Linked DNA regions of Sus scrofa: region 1 is linked to region 2. A link is a contact called in public HiChIP or PLAC-seq data. All regions are on one chromosome and are shown on one strand. Each heading gives the region's core, a stretch centred on a gene start, on an enhancer-like site or on the middle of the called end of the contact. The rest is flanking DNA. Distances are from core to core; before and after follow the strand shown. Region 1 overlaps DCAKD (dephospho-CoA kinase domain-containing protein). Region 2 overlaps NMT1 (glycylpeptide N-tetradecanoyltransferase 1).

Evidence for each region. HiChIP or PLAC-seq counts read pairs in DNA pulled down with a chosen protein or histone mark.
Region 1: an H3K27ac HiChIP or PLAC-seq map of skeletal muscle shows a contact between it and region 2, with 2.9 times the contacts expected there. The contact joins two enhancer-like sites. A contact is called at or near these places in 22 of 47 Hi-C or Micro-C datasets (alveolar macrophages, blood, embryonic fibroblasts and 13 more) and 2 of 2 datasets of contacts at active chromatin or transcription factors (alveolar macrophages and skeletal muscle).

What each region holds. Positions count from the first base shown.
Region 1 is chr12:18,347,139-18,353,950 of Sscrofa11.1, reverse strand. The region is part of intron 1 of DCAKD (dephospho-CoA kinase domain-containing protein); the gene reads right to left. Among named protein-coding and RNA genes, the nearest start is that of DCAKD, 13 kb to the right of the region's middle. Within about 2 kb of position 3,135, at least 30 of the 83 cell types and tissues checked have an H3K27ac peak or open chromatin away from gene starts, as enhancers often do. A contact at or near this core is called in skeletal muscle, where this site is marked.
Region 2 is chr12:18,314,924-18,321,476 of Sscrofa11.1, reverse strand. It overlaps NMT1 (glycylpeptide N-tetradecanoyltransferase 1), which reads left to right. Exons shown (of 12, transcript XR_002337086.1): 5 at 5,261-5,379; 6 at 6,214-6,305. Among named protein-coding and RNA genes, the nearest start is that of NMT1, 19 kb to the left of the region's middle. Within about 2 kb of position 5,071, at least 8 of the 83 cell types and tissues checked have an H3K27ac peak or open chromatin away from gene starts, as enhancers often do. A contact at or near this core is called in skeletal muscle, where this site is marked.

The sequences.
Region 1 (6,812 bases), core at 1,886-4,385, 34 kb before region 2:
CATATGGAGGTTCCCAGGCTAGGGGTCCAGTTGGAGCTACAGCTGCCGACCTAAACCACAGCCACAGCAATGCAGGATCCGAGCCACATCTGCCACCACAGCTCATGGCAATGATGGATCCTTAACCTACTGAGCAAGGCCAGGGATCAAACCCTCAACCTTATGGTTCCTAGTCAGATTTGTTTCTGATGCGCCACGACAGGAACTCCTGAAGTTCGGTTTTCTCATCCGTAAAATGGGGTAAAATAGGCATGACAGAAGCTGCCCCCAGAGGCTGTCGTGCAGACTGAATGGAAAGAGTATCATCTGCGGCCCTTGGCACACTGCTCCTGACATGACAAATGCCCAGGAAAGGAAGTGAGGGGGCTGGTGTAGGCTGGACGGTGGGGGTTACTGTCAAGCTGTGAGGCTCGGAGAGAAAGACTGCCGTGAAGTTGCGTCGCCACTCCCACAACCTCAGACTGTCTCACAACAGACTTTATTTTTTTTAGCCTTTTTAGGGCCACACCTTCGGCATATGGAGGTTCCCAGGCTAGGGGTCTAATTGGAGCTACAGCTGCTGGCCTACGCCACAGCCACAGCAATGCAGGATGCGAGCCGGGTCTGCAAGCCACACCACAGCTCAGGGCCACGCCGGATCCTTAACCCACTAGTCGAGGCCAGGGATTGAAGCTGCATCCTCGTGGACACTAGTCAGATTCGTTTCCACTGAGCCAGGATGGGAACTCCTCACAGTAGACTTGAAGTCGTGCTGCATTTTCAGGCGTAAATATGATCACCGCGTCTTAGCCTTTGTTCCCAAGTTGGGAGAAATTAAATCGAAGGCCAGGTCTCTCCCCCCCTCCTTCAGTGTGAAATCACTTCTCCAGGACCTTAAAATCTGTCATAGGACTTTTTTTTTTTTTTTGGTTAAACAGCAGATTTACTGTCCTAATTGCTTCCTTGCACTTATACTGAAAGGAGTCTGCCTCTCTTGAGGACACACCAAATGACAGGGGAGGCAGCCGCTCCGATGTGGGCTGAGGAGGTGGCTTGGGGCGGCGAGGACACCAATCTAGAAGTTAAATCTCCCAGGCTCATTCTCACCCAGGGAACCCAGGGGCGGAGAGAGGAAAACATCCACCAGAATCATCATCCAAATGGAGAGATCGAACCACATTATTCAACTATTTACGAAGCCCTTCTTCTCAATCTCCCTGAGACCTGGGTTGCCCCCAGGTTGGTCTCCCTCCAGCTTACAAAAAGAGAAGTTCAGGATAGGGTTCAGCTGTGGAAAAAAAAAAAATCCTGGAGTTCCCATTGCGGCTCAGTGGAAACAAATCAGACTAGCATCCATGAGGACACAGGTTCGATCCCTGGCCTTGCTCAATGGGTTGAGGATCTGGCATTGCCATGAGCCATGGGTCACAGACATGGCTCAGATCTGGCACTGCTGTGGCTGTGGCGTAGGCCAGCATCTGTAGCTCTGATTCAACCCCTAGCCTGGGATCCACTATATGCCATGGGTGAGGCCCTAAAATGACCAAAAAAAAAAAAAAAAAAAAAAAAAAAAAAATCATCCACTCAGCTGAAGTTTTGAAATGGAATACCCAGCACGAGCGTGTTTTAATCCCAACTCTGTCCTGCTGTCTGTAAAGCACTGAATCTCCTCTTCGGCTGAAGTCCCACCTGGAGGCCTGGGCGTGGGGCTTGAGGACAGGCCGCAGCTGAGGGAAGGGGCGACGGCTGGTTCTCCTCAGGGCCCTGACCTCTCATCCATCAAAGACAGCCCGTGTCACCTGGTCACCTAAGTTTGCCAAGTTGGGTAAAGGGGCCTGGAAAACCTTGCAGGCAGGCAGACTTTTAACTCCTGCCGGTACACAGGCCTGGGACCCCTCTCGAGACCCCCTGAATCAGATCTCTGCGGGGCAGGATCTGGGCAGCTCTGCTGTGTAACAGGGCCTGGGATGGACTCTAATTCTTCCTTTATGGTGTTAAGGATGGAGGACCAGAGAGGAAGAGACTTGCCCAGGGCCGGTTATTAGCATAGCCTGGGTGGAATTCAGGGCCCCAACTCCCAGTCTAGACCCCTGCCTTCCTGTACTCGGGGAATGGAAAATTCATTTACATGTAGATTAAGTATGACTAAGCAAGCATGGTGTCCTTTTCTGCAGGCCAATCAATGCGAGACCAAGGGAAAAATTCCTTCTTGCTGATCACACTGGTGTTTTTCCTCTGCAGAATAGAGGGCTGGGTCTTAGGAACAGTAACCGGGGCCCAGATGTAAATTCCAGGCTCGGCTCTGCCCCAGGCTCAGGGGGCTGAGAGCCTCATGAGCAGCCTCCCTTCTCGGGGGCCCTGGACGATCATCTAGAAACAGACTAACAGCTGCTTGGCCTCTGCCAAGAAGGCCATGGGGACAGAGAAGCACCTGCCTAAGGAGGCTGTGGGCCCCTGGCTGAAAGGGGCTGGACAAATATCAGCTGTTCCCATCTGACAAGCACCCTGCGCCCCCATAGTTCACTCCTGACCTAACTGCTGACTGAGCTCCCCTGGGCTCTGCAGCTCAGGGCTGAGACCTCTTGAGCAACCAAAGGAAAACACAGGTCTGGCCCCTCAGGAAAATTTGGAGACAGTAACAAACAAAGCACCGGCAGGTGAAGGAGAGCAGTCACACAGTCACGTGGTATCACCCTGGGCCTGGGGAGGGGGCAGGGTGGATCTGCCCAGGAGCTGCACTGACTAAGAGCCCCCCGGCCCCCCAAGGTTCAGCAAAGAGGTACAGAAGCTTTCAGGTTTCAAGCTGCCTCAAAGTCCCACCCAGACCGGGCCCATAGCTCCGATCCCCAGAGAAGTAACTGGAGAAGTAAAGTCTTTGATATCCCGTGTTCAGAACCCTCTTCCTGGTCTGGTTCAAAAATCATCATCTTCTGGAATCCGCTCCGGTTTTCCCCCTCATCCTCCTGCCATTTACACGGAGGCAGTGGGGGCCTCGCGGTAACTGCTAAACCTGGCTCTGATCTGAATCCCCTGTGAAACTTTCGAAAAGATGCAGAAACCCAGGCTCCACTCCAGCCCCCTGAGTCTGAATCTAGGGCGGGACCTCACGTCCCAGCCAGCCAGGCACCAGCTCCGTGGCTGAAAGGGAAAGTCGTGGACTGGAAGCCGAGAGGCCCGAGTCCCCGTCTCTGTATTCTGCCACAGACCTAGCTGTGTGACTGCAGGAAGCCTTCTCAGCAGCCTGGCCCGGGGCGGGCAGTGCTTAGAAACAGCTGAGCGGCCAACGCCAGGCCTGGTGAGCCTCAGTCTCCACGTCTGTGACGAGGGGCCGGACATCCAGCCCTGGGGGAGGCTGAGTCCCACTGCTGCTTCCTTCTGCTCGGCCCTCTTCCCACAGTAACCAAAGAATGACAGGACCTCTGGGGGCCGGGACTCTTCCTCCTCAGCACCGAAAGCTGTTCCAGGAGCTGGCTTGGCTGGAGAGGTAAGGACACCGCCAGGTTCCAGAGCAACGCAGGGAAGCTGATGGAAGCTGCATCCCGGGTCTGGAGGGGGTTGGCCAAGGTGGGACTCCATCCCAGGGGGAGCCACACCCGACCCTCCCTCAGCCCTCATTCTCCAGGTCAAGGGAGAGGCAGTAGGGTGTAGACAGGGTAAGGATTGGAGTCAGACAGGGGGGCCTGCAGCCCTGTCTGGTGAAGATGGAATTCTGCTGTGCTCCATTCATCTTTTTTTTTTTTTTTTGGCCTCAGCGAGCAGCAGCTTGATGTGGGATTTCAGTTCCCAGACCAGGGATTGAACTGGGCCGGCAGCGAAGAAAGCGCTAGAAAGTCCTAACCACGAGACCACCAGGGAACAGGCCCTGTTGTGCTCCATTAACGGTGGGCCTCACTCACGGAGGCTCTCCCGAATGCCATTTGGTTTTTACTTCCTGGGCCTCCAAAGCCCAGAGAAGAGACAGAAAATATACTTGGAAGAAGGGTCTCCCGTGGCCTCTCTGGCAGGCCTTCCTAGGGAAAAACGAGAGGGGATTGCTTCATGGGCCTCCAGACAAGGAGCCCCACTGTCCCCACGCTGTCTGGACTTCTAACTCCACGGGCCGGCCTGCTAACCCCAGCCACCAGCACCCTGGGTCCAGACAGCTGTGGTGGCCTTGCGGCCTGACCCTCCAGTCCCTGCCTGCTCCTCCCAAGGCAGCCAGGGTCGTGGCTTAAAGTCACCATCTGCTCATGTCACTCCCGTTTAAAACGTTCGCTGTATTCCTCCTCCTCCTAGCCCCTCACAGAGGCCACTGGGTCCTGTGTGACCCTCCTGCCGTCAACCCCTCCATCACTCCTCGTCCACTGCTCCTGCCCCCACGAAGCTTACACTCAACGCAGTGGGGCAGGGGTGAGGGAGAGGGATATGCAACCAAAAGCTCACAGCAAGTGAGGCGCTGCTGATTGGGGGCGGGTATCAAGATCGACGGGGGTGGTTACTTTAAATGAGGGACCAGGGAGGTCTCTCTGAATGAGGACCTGAAAGCAGCGACAGTGCAGGTCACCTCTCTCAGAAGCTTCATCCACCCCCCAACCCAAATCAGGCCCCTGACCTTGCTCACCACTTCCTCTCCTTCCCTGGTACCCGTGGTGCTCAGTACTTTTGCGTGACTATGTGATAAAGTAAATTCCATGCATCCAGTGTGCACTCTTTGGTGTCCAACATCTAGCCTGGTGTCGAGTCTCTGTCAATTACCAGGTGAGCTATTTCTTCTTTGACTTAGTTTCTGTGAAATGGAGCTAAAGTCACCTACTGAGTTTTTTTTGCTTTTTAGGGCTACACTTGCTGCAGCAACATCAGATCTGAGTCTCGTCTGCGACCTACACGGCAATGTTGGATCCTTAACCCACTGAGCAAGGCCAGGGATCGAACCCGCAACCTCATGGTTCCTAGTTGGATTTGTTAACCACTGAGCCACAACGGGAACTCCCCAAGGCACCCACTCTGGGCTGCTGTCAAGAGTAAATGAGAAAAGCGCTCAGAACAGTACTCAGCACACACGGAGCCCTCAACCAACGTTCTCTTTTAGTTCTGACAGGCTGATGACTGGGCACAGAATGAATGACTCCAAGAGCAGGAACGGGAAGGGGAAATACATGGTGAAATGCGTGGGGTGCCAAAGGGGAGGCTCCCAGGCTGCTCCTTCTCCCAATGGTACACGCTGCTCTCTTGGGAATCCCCACTGTGGCGCATCGGAAACGAATCTGACTAGAACCATGAGGCTGCGGGTTCCATTCCCAGCCTTGCTCAGCAGGTCAGGGATCTGGCATTGCCGTGAGCTGTGGTGGCAGACGCAGCTTGGATCCTGCATTGCAGTGGCAGTGGCCTAGGCTAGCCTGGGAACCTCCATATGCCTAAACAGCAAAAAAAAAAAAAAAAAAAAAAAAAAAAAAAGAACACACTGCTCGCTGCTAGTAAATCCCAGGTTTGGCAGGTTAAGGAACTGCTTTGTGAATGGACACACTTTCCTCCCCAGGAGAGCTCCAGGGCTTAGCTTGGAATCCAGTTCTCTTGCTTGGCATCTCCCAATCAACAGCCCCCACCTGCCGACGGGGCCAGAGGCCGCTCCCTCCTTAGTTTCCAGCTCCTTCCCTCCTCTTTCGCAGCTGCCCAGGATCTCACCGTGGGCAGGCCTGATCAGCCACATGCTTCTCCTTTGAATTCCTTTCCAGAGGGGATGGATCCATTTCGCTCCCATGATCAATATAATCATTCATGAAAACTAGTGGTTTCCTGCCTTGGGACCCAATTATTTTCTTACAGAACCAGTGGTTGCAAAAATATATTGTTCCTGTTACCTAATAAGTGCTATTTTTATCGATGGATTCTCCATGCCTGGTCTTTCATTATTGGTGAGAGGCTGCTATGTAAACCTGAGTCCAAGTTCTCTTCATCAGCTGGGCCTGTTAAGTTACCACCTCCCCCTGGGGGTGGCTGCCGGTGACAGTGATGGGGAGGGAGCCCTCCCAGAAGATGTTGGCGGCCAGCCTCCCTCTCCCTCCCTCCGCCTTCACCAACATCCAGGGAAGGAAGGGAGCAGGTCATTCTTCCAGAGTTCTCTCCAAGGCAGAGACCATCACCCCAGGGAGCTTTTATGGCTGGGCAAGGTGGTTTGGACTGGACTGTGATGCCGGCGTTTAAGCCGAGAGAGGATCCCAGGGTGCCAAATCTCAGGGGCTTGGAAGTCACAGGGGCCTGGGCTAGGAATGCAGCTTTGTCCCTTAACGAGCTGGGGGGCCTCAGGCAATTTAATTCCATGCTGGGGGCTTCTATTTCCTTGCATATAACATGGGATTATATATAACTGTCTGTAACCTGGCAGCCAGGTGATGCTAAATCCTATTATGTCAACCCTCTGCCAAAACCCTCCAAGAGCTTCATCTCAGAGTTGGAGCCAAGTCCTTACAGAGCCCTACAGGGCCTCATGACTGGCGTGAAGGAAAAGTGTCACCTGCCACATTAGTACACAAAGGATGCTGCAGCCATCAAGCCAGCACAGTGGCCCAACTACCGGGTCTTTGTTGCAGAAACTCCTATATACCCGGGCTCCTCCCTAACCTCTTGGGAGTAGTCGCTCAGAGCTATGAGAAGGTGGTGTCCAGGGCTTAAGTCCTCAGCTTTGTCTGCCAAAGAAAACATCATTCTGAACTTTAAGGTTGGGCCTTTTTTTTTCCCAGTCATCAGGGTCACAGGCTCTATCCTCTCCAGGCATCTCCTACCGTTCTCCCCCTGGAATGAGACCTCCGAGCCACAGTGGCCACCTTGCTGCTCCATGACCGGGCCTGAGCTCCCTG
Region 2 (6,553 bases), core at 3,822-6,321:
GAACAGATAATGGTCCTTTTAGTCCTTATCATCCAGTATAAATCTGCAGAGATAACGGCGTGCTGGCACATCATGAGTGGGGCTGTGTGCCCAGGGGTCTCTCTTCCCACGGTAGGTTTTATAGAGAGACTGTCTTGTTTATCTGGGCAGACGTTTGAGGTGACGTGGGGCCGAGTCCCCAGCCTCTTCCCCTGTCTCTCAGGCAGTGGGTGCTTAACAGTGATGGTTTAACACCTGGGATACCACATGCAGGTTTGGTCAACACCAAGGGGTGGGACAGGCAGAATATAGAAGGATTCCAGAAGAGACTGGACAGAGCAGTGTTAGAGATGCCTGCTGAGACCAAGCCATGGCTCGCCCTGATGGCTGACTTCAGAGGCTGCTATGGACAGAAAGTTTTTGGAGTGGTTGCATCATGATTCTGGATCCATTGATAACCCAACTCCTATTTTCTACGTGACTGGGAAAGCAGGTACATTGAAAAAACCGTGTGTTTTAACAGCAAACGTAAGTGACCTTCAGGCTGTCCATGTTACTGCTCCCGTCCAGAAACACGGTGAAATGTGACAGTGTGTTGGGTGGGGAGGAGGGGGTGAGGGCAGGATGAACGCCTGGTGAGGGGAGAGGGGCACCTGGGTCCAGGGAGATTGAGCTATGCCGCCTGTGCTCCTCCCACCAGCAGGACAGGCATTGCTTAGGAGCTTGTAGAAAGGCACAATCTCAAGCGCCAGTTCTGCAGAATTGGAACTTGGTGGGGAATTCGTGTCCACTTTGAAAGTTTGATAAGCTCTGCTCTGGAGCAGATGTAGGCTAAGCTGAATCACGATCCAAAGCAGGCTGGGATGCGCCCTCCACGTGGTGGGAAGCAGAGCAGTACGTGGATGTTATGAGTGGTGAATCGGCAGTAGGCACTGTTCTGGAACCCTGCCCTGCCCTGTCCATTGCGTCTGTCAGGCTGCCCAGGTCAGCCAGCTCCCAGGACGTGGCTAAGACCTCCTCAAGGCCTTGGGTCACAGTAACACCATTACCAGGGCATTGCACGTAGCAGGTCCCAGTGACCGCGCCCCACCAGGAAGCAGGAGGAGTCAAGAGCCCCATGCTCTGCCTCTGAGTGAACTGCTCCTAGAGGCATTCTGGGGCAGCTACCTGCATCTTGGCTGTTTTCAGATGGGGTTTTGGTTTGATTAGATTTTCCATTAGGAATGTGCAAATGGAAGACTCAGTTCCATTCTTCGCACACATGGGATGTAATAAAGAGACCAGTTGGGATTCATGGGCTTCTCTTCCACTTTAGTCGGATTCTTGTTTGCCTCAGTTTCTCCACCTGTAAATGTGGACAGTGCACGTTTCATCCTCCGAGAGCTTGCGAAAAAGCCACCCATTGCTCGCAGGGGCCCGGGGGGTCTCGGAAGGGTGGAATGAGGCTGCTTCTCGGCACGTGCCTTCTGTGCAGCGAGTGGTGGGGGCTCTGTGGAAGAGGGGTCACTCCAAGCATGTGGCCAGTGTGCCTTTCAGGTTCACGGTCTGTCAAGCCCACATAAAGGATTCCTTTGTGTCTCTGAGTCAGCCCGTAGAAAGCACATTAGAGGCATCCGTTGGTCCGCGTGGCTAAGGTGTCACCCCAGTTCTGCTTCTTCGTGTCCCGAGGGTAGTGTGATTTAAAGCTTCTTGCCTTAAATTTTTCCACCTAAATGGGGGCTAATAACGGTCAGACTCAAGCATATCAAGTGTACTGTGTTTACAGCACTCGCCAACTTGTGGGGAGCGTTAGAGTTAGACTGTATTCCTCTAAAGAGACCCAGAATTCTTTAGATGTTTAAAATCATCCTAAGGTCACCACTGAAAGGCCTCTAAACAGCTAGTGTTTTCAGCTGTGTAACAATTCTTTGTGCTTCCAAATCCACTTTTGATCCCCCTTTTCAGCCCCTGTCATTCTCCTTTTTAAAAGTCACCCCTTTTCCCATGCTAGGAGGAGGGTGAGGAATCCTTTTTCTTTGCTTGACCTTGGCCTCAGTGGGTTGGAATCTGGCCACTGTTAGATTAATTGAAAAAGTAACTCTACCAAAGGAAGAGAGAGTGTGGACTTGTGCTTGGTTGCCCTGGACCCTGAGAGAGAAGCTTACCCACTCTGTCCCTCCCTGTCCTGCTCGTTTGGCCTAAGGTGTCCCAGATCTCACATTCTTTGCTCCCAAGTCCTTCAGAGTTGCACTGGGGTATGAGTTTTGGTGTTGGAAGGCACAGAGAGAATTAGGGGGTAGAGTGTTCAGAAAGAAACTCTTTGAAAATCCAGGCTTTTCTTTCGAAGTTCCCAGTGTCCTCTTCAGCTGTTGGCTGGTTCATAGTGACCTAGGGACAACTGGCTGCATTCCTGCTGTGCTGTGCAGAGTGTTCACCACCTACTTAGGCAGAGGTGCTCAAGGGCCCTTGGAAGGGGGCGGGCGGGCCACTCTCCACAGAGCAGTGTGGCACAAGCCATGGTTCCTGCACCGGCCGCAGGACAGGGCCGGAGCCCCAGGCGGCGCTCAGCTTGCCTGGCCTCCTGGATTTCGAGTCTGTTCAGCGTGGCTCCTGCTCTCTCAGTGTTTCCTCTGACTCTCTCTTGTCCACTGTGGCTTGCAGACAGCAAACAGCCTTGAGATCACCGAAGAGTGCTGGTTTGTCAGCACCTAGATTAAGACTCACCAGTTGAATATTGCATAAAAGTTCGCTCAGTAGTGTCTCTGGACAAGCACGTTGAATGTTCTTTGCGAAATTCAATCTCGGGATGGCACTCCTTCCTCCCCTACCCTTAAAAACCCGTTAAGGATGTCCCGTGGCCCTAAAGATAAAGTGCAGCCTCTGCCGTGGCTCGCAGGCTCTCCACAGTTGGCCTAACTCTCCTCTTTGGCCTCCTCTCCTATTTTCCTTCCCCTCCTTCATCCCCAGGCCCTGCCATACGCTGTTCCCTCAGGGTACCCCGCTCCAAGTCCTCCCCTGCCTGATTCTTAATTATCCTCGAGGTCTCATCTTTAAATAGTTTTTCTGAGAGCTCTTTCCTGACCCCTCCACCTCCCACCCTGCAGGCCCTGTAACACCGCTACTTCTCTGCTGCGGGCTCTTGTCATGCCGGGTGGCAGGTGCCTGCTTGCTTGTCTGGTTGATGTTTCTGTTTGGTTGATGATGAGGACCTGTGCCCGTTTCATTCACCAGCTCCTGCCCCATAGGATCCTGCGCATCGTGAACACGGCGGAGGTGCAGATGGAAATTCACGGTGCTTGTGAGCCCTAGTAACCAGCCCAAAGGACACCATTTGGCCTTGGGATTTTTGTGATACAGTGGGGATGACTGCCAGTATCTTGCCCATGGAAATCATTTTGGAAAAAAAGAGAAACGAAGGTTCTGAAGTGAAAAATGTATTTTGGAAAGGGAATAAATTCAAAATGATAGAGACTATTGAGTTATTGAGTAGCATCTGGACAAGACTAGCGTAGAAGTCCTTGCTCCTTTCCAAGGGTCCGGCCCTTGGCTTGGTCATTAGGCTCAAAAAATTGTACATGGCAGGGAATTGAAAGTGGATTAACATATTAAACTAATTCAGGAGTTCCCTTCATGGCTCAGCAGTTAATGAACCCGACTGGGATCCATGAGGATACAGGTTTGATCCCTGGCCTCGCTTAGTGGGTTAAGGATCTGGCATTGCCATGAGCTGTGATGTAGCTCCGATTTGACCCCTTGCCTGGGAATCTCCATATGCCGCAGGTGCGTCCCTAAAAAGCAAAAAAAAAAACAAAACACAGGGGTTACTTTGTGAATAAATCAGAAGCCCAATTTCAAAACTAGGGAAGAAAAACTTCTCCCAAGCAAACCTGTTTGGGAGCCAGCTAATGAGTAGGAGTTAGCTGGATTCTTCCCTGTTGTGTGTCCCCATTGTTGCCTGTACTTTCCAGCTTGTGACCCTTAGCATGTTAGTAATGACTCACTTCTTGAATATTTCTCCAGAAGGTGGTACATCTGTCGGCGCCAGGGACTTTGTCTTTTCTCGGCTCTATCCTAGTATCTGACTGGTGTTTAGTGATTGTGCTGAGTGAGAATTACGTGCTCAGCCCTGAGGTGTCGTCCTCAGCTCGTGGCTGGATGTGGCCATTTCCCCACACCTGCCCCAGGGAGTCGTCACTGGGAGGGTCTCGAGCTTCCTGGCCCAGGTGAGAATGGGGTGTTGGGCCAGGAGCCTGCATGTCAGTAAAAGCGTGAACTGAGTGCCTAGAATCTACAGAGCCCTGTGCTGGGAGCCATGTACTGAGTGGGTCCCTTGTAAAGACTCTTTTGTTTTGTTTTGCGGGGTTTTTTGGCTGCGCCTGTGGCATGTGGGAGCTCCAGGGCCACTGCAGTGACAACGCCGGATCCTTAACCCGCTGTACCACCACCAGGGAACTCTTAGGACTGCCTTTAAAATGTACTCAGCATTGCATTCTTCCAAGTTGTGAACATGAATGTCTGAATTGTAGAAACTACCAGGCCCAAATAATTCCAGAGGCCAAAAATTAAGTGGCTGATTTGCCCAAGTTTATCAGATGAGTGATTTGGCTGTGATTGGGAATCAGGGCTCCATCTTCTCAGCAGCCCTAGACCTCCGCATGCATGCCACAGGGGTTTCTGTCCACAGTGGGGCCGCTGTGTCAGAGGGTAACTTCCCAGCAGTGTGGCAGAGGCCCAGTGATTCAGCCTAAAGCACTCGCAGGACTCTGTCAACACCGAGGGCCTGAGTTGGCAGCAGAGGTTAACTGGCCCACATTGCTGAAAGCTAAGGATGCCAGGGCCTGGGGTGAGCCTGGCGCCTAGATGCCATCTCTAGTTCGGGAAGAAGCCCAGTGCATTGTTGTTGCTGTGGACACAAAAGCAGCCTTGTTGCACCTCCTTAAAATCCACCCAGGTCGATGGGCCTAGGCCGGGGTGGACAGCGCTCCATGCCAGCCAGGGGTGGGAAGGCAGACTCGTCAAGATAAATGTTTGTCCTTCAGTAACTGAAGGGAGCTGCAAGAGAGTGTCCAAGGAACCAAGCGCCTTGGATCCCAGGGATTGTTCTGAAGTTTTGCCATGAATTGGCCCTCAGTTTAGAGCCAAGGGTAGCGGGAGAGACGGTCTGCAGTTGCCAAGAACAGAGTGTCCTTCAGACGGAGCGCTCCTGGGCCGGGCGGAATTGGCCGAGGGCAGGGTTTGAGCTGAGCCCCTTCCTTCCCCGAGGAGGCAGAGGGCGAGGCTCATGGCTGCGTTCTTCCTCCAGGAGAAGTCGTGAACACGCATGGTCCCGTGGAGCCTGATAAGGACAACATCCGCCAGGAGCCCTACACCCTGCCCCAGGGCTTCACCTGGGATGCCTTGGATCTTGGGGACCGTGGTGTGGTGAGTAGGCCTGGGCAGGCCACGAGCATGGACTCGGCGCCACTTTCAGGGGTCCTGTAGTCTCACCGAGATGCTTCCACCCAGGCCTTTCTCAAGGACTGAGCTGAGCCAAGCAGGTCTGAGCAGACTCCTCGTCTGCTGCCTCTGGGGCCTGCCCATGAGCCCCCATAAATGACACAAGAGAGTGAACCCCTGCAGCTCCCCAAAGTGGGTACTTTTTTTTTTTCTTTTAAAGCAGATACCTTTTCTTCATGCTTTCACTTTTCTTGTTCATCCATTCATTCAGTCCCTTGTCCTAAGTCCTAACGGTGGCGTGGTTGGTTCGTTGGATGACATTCTTTTATTTATTTATTTATTTTCTTTTTAGGGCCATACTCAGCGCATATGAAAGTTCCCAGGCTAGGGGTCTAATCAGAGCTGTGGCCGCCGGCCTACACCACAGCCAGATGCCAGCCACATCTGTGACCTACACCACAGCTCATGGCAATGCTGGATCCTTAACCCACTGAGCAAGGCCAGGGATTGAACCCACATGGTCACTAGTCTGGTTTGTTAACTGCTGAGCTACAACGGGAACTCCTGGGTGACATTCTTGCTCTGCCACTTGACGTCCTTAAGTCTGCCACTCTAGCCCTTGGTGGCTCAGTTCCCTGTTAAGCACTAGGGTGCTTGTTCCAAAAAGAGTCCCTGCTGTGCCTGGATGGAAAGGATTGATGAGATGAAACCTCGTTTTTGGTAGTTTGCCTTGTCCTGAAAAGCTCGGGGCCCCGAGGTTTTGGAGGGGGTCCCCCATCTGGCAGCAAACATCTAAGGCAGCCCCTCATTTCTCTACAGCTGAAAGAACTGTACACCCTCCTGAATGAGAATTATGTAGAAGATGATGACAACATGTTCCGATTTGATTATTCCCCTGAATTTCTTTTGTGGTGAGTTGTAAGGGCTTTCTTAGGGTTCCGGGGCCAGGCCTAGAGCAGAACAAGCACAGGGCACCAGGTTTCTCCTCCTCCCTGCTAAGAGCCAGCCTTTTTTTTTTTTTTTTTTTTTTTTTGTCTTTTTGCCATTTCTTGGGCCGCTCTCAGGGCATATGGAGGTTCCTAGCTAGGGGTGGAATCAGAGCTGTAGTCACCAGCCTACGCCAGGGCCACAGCAATGCGGGATCCGAGCCGGGATCCGA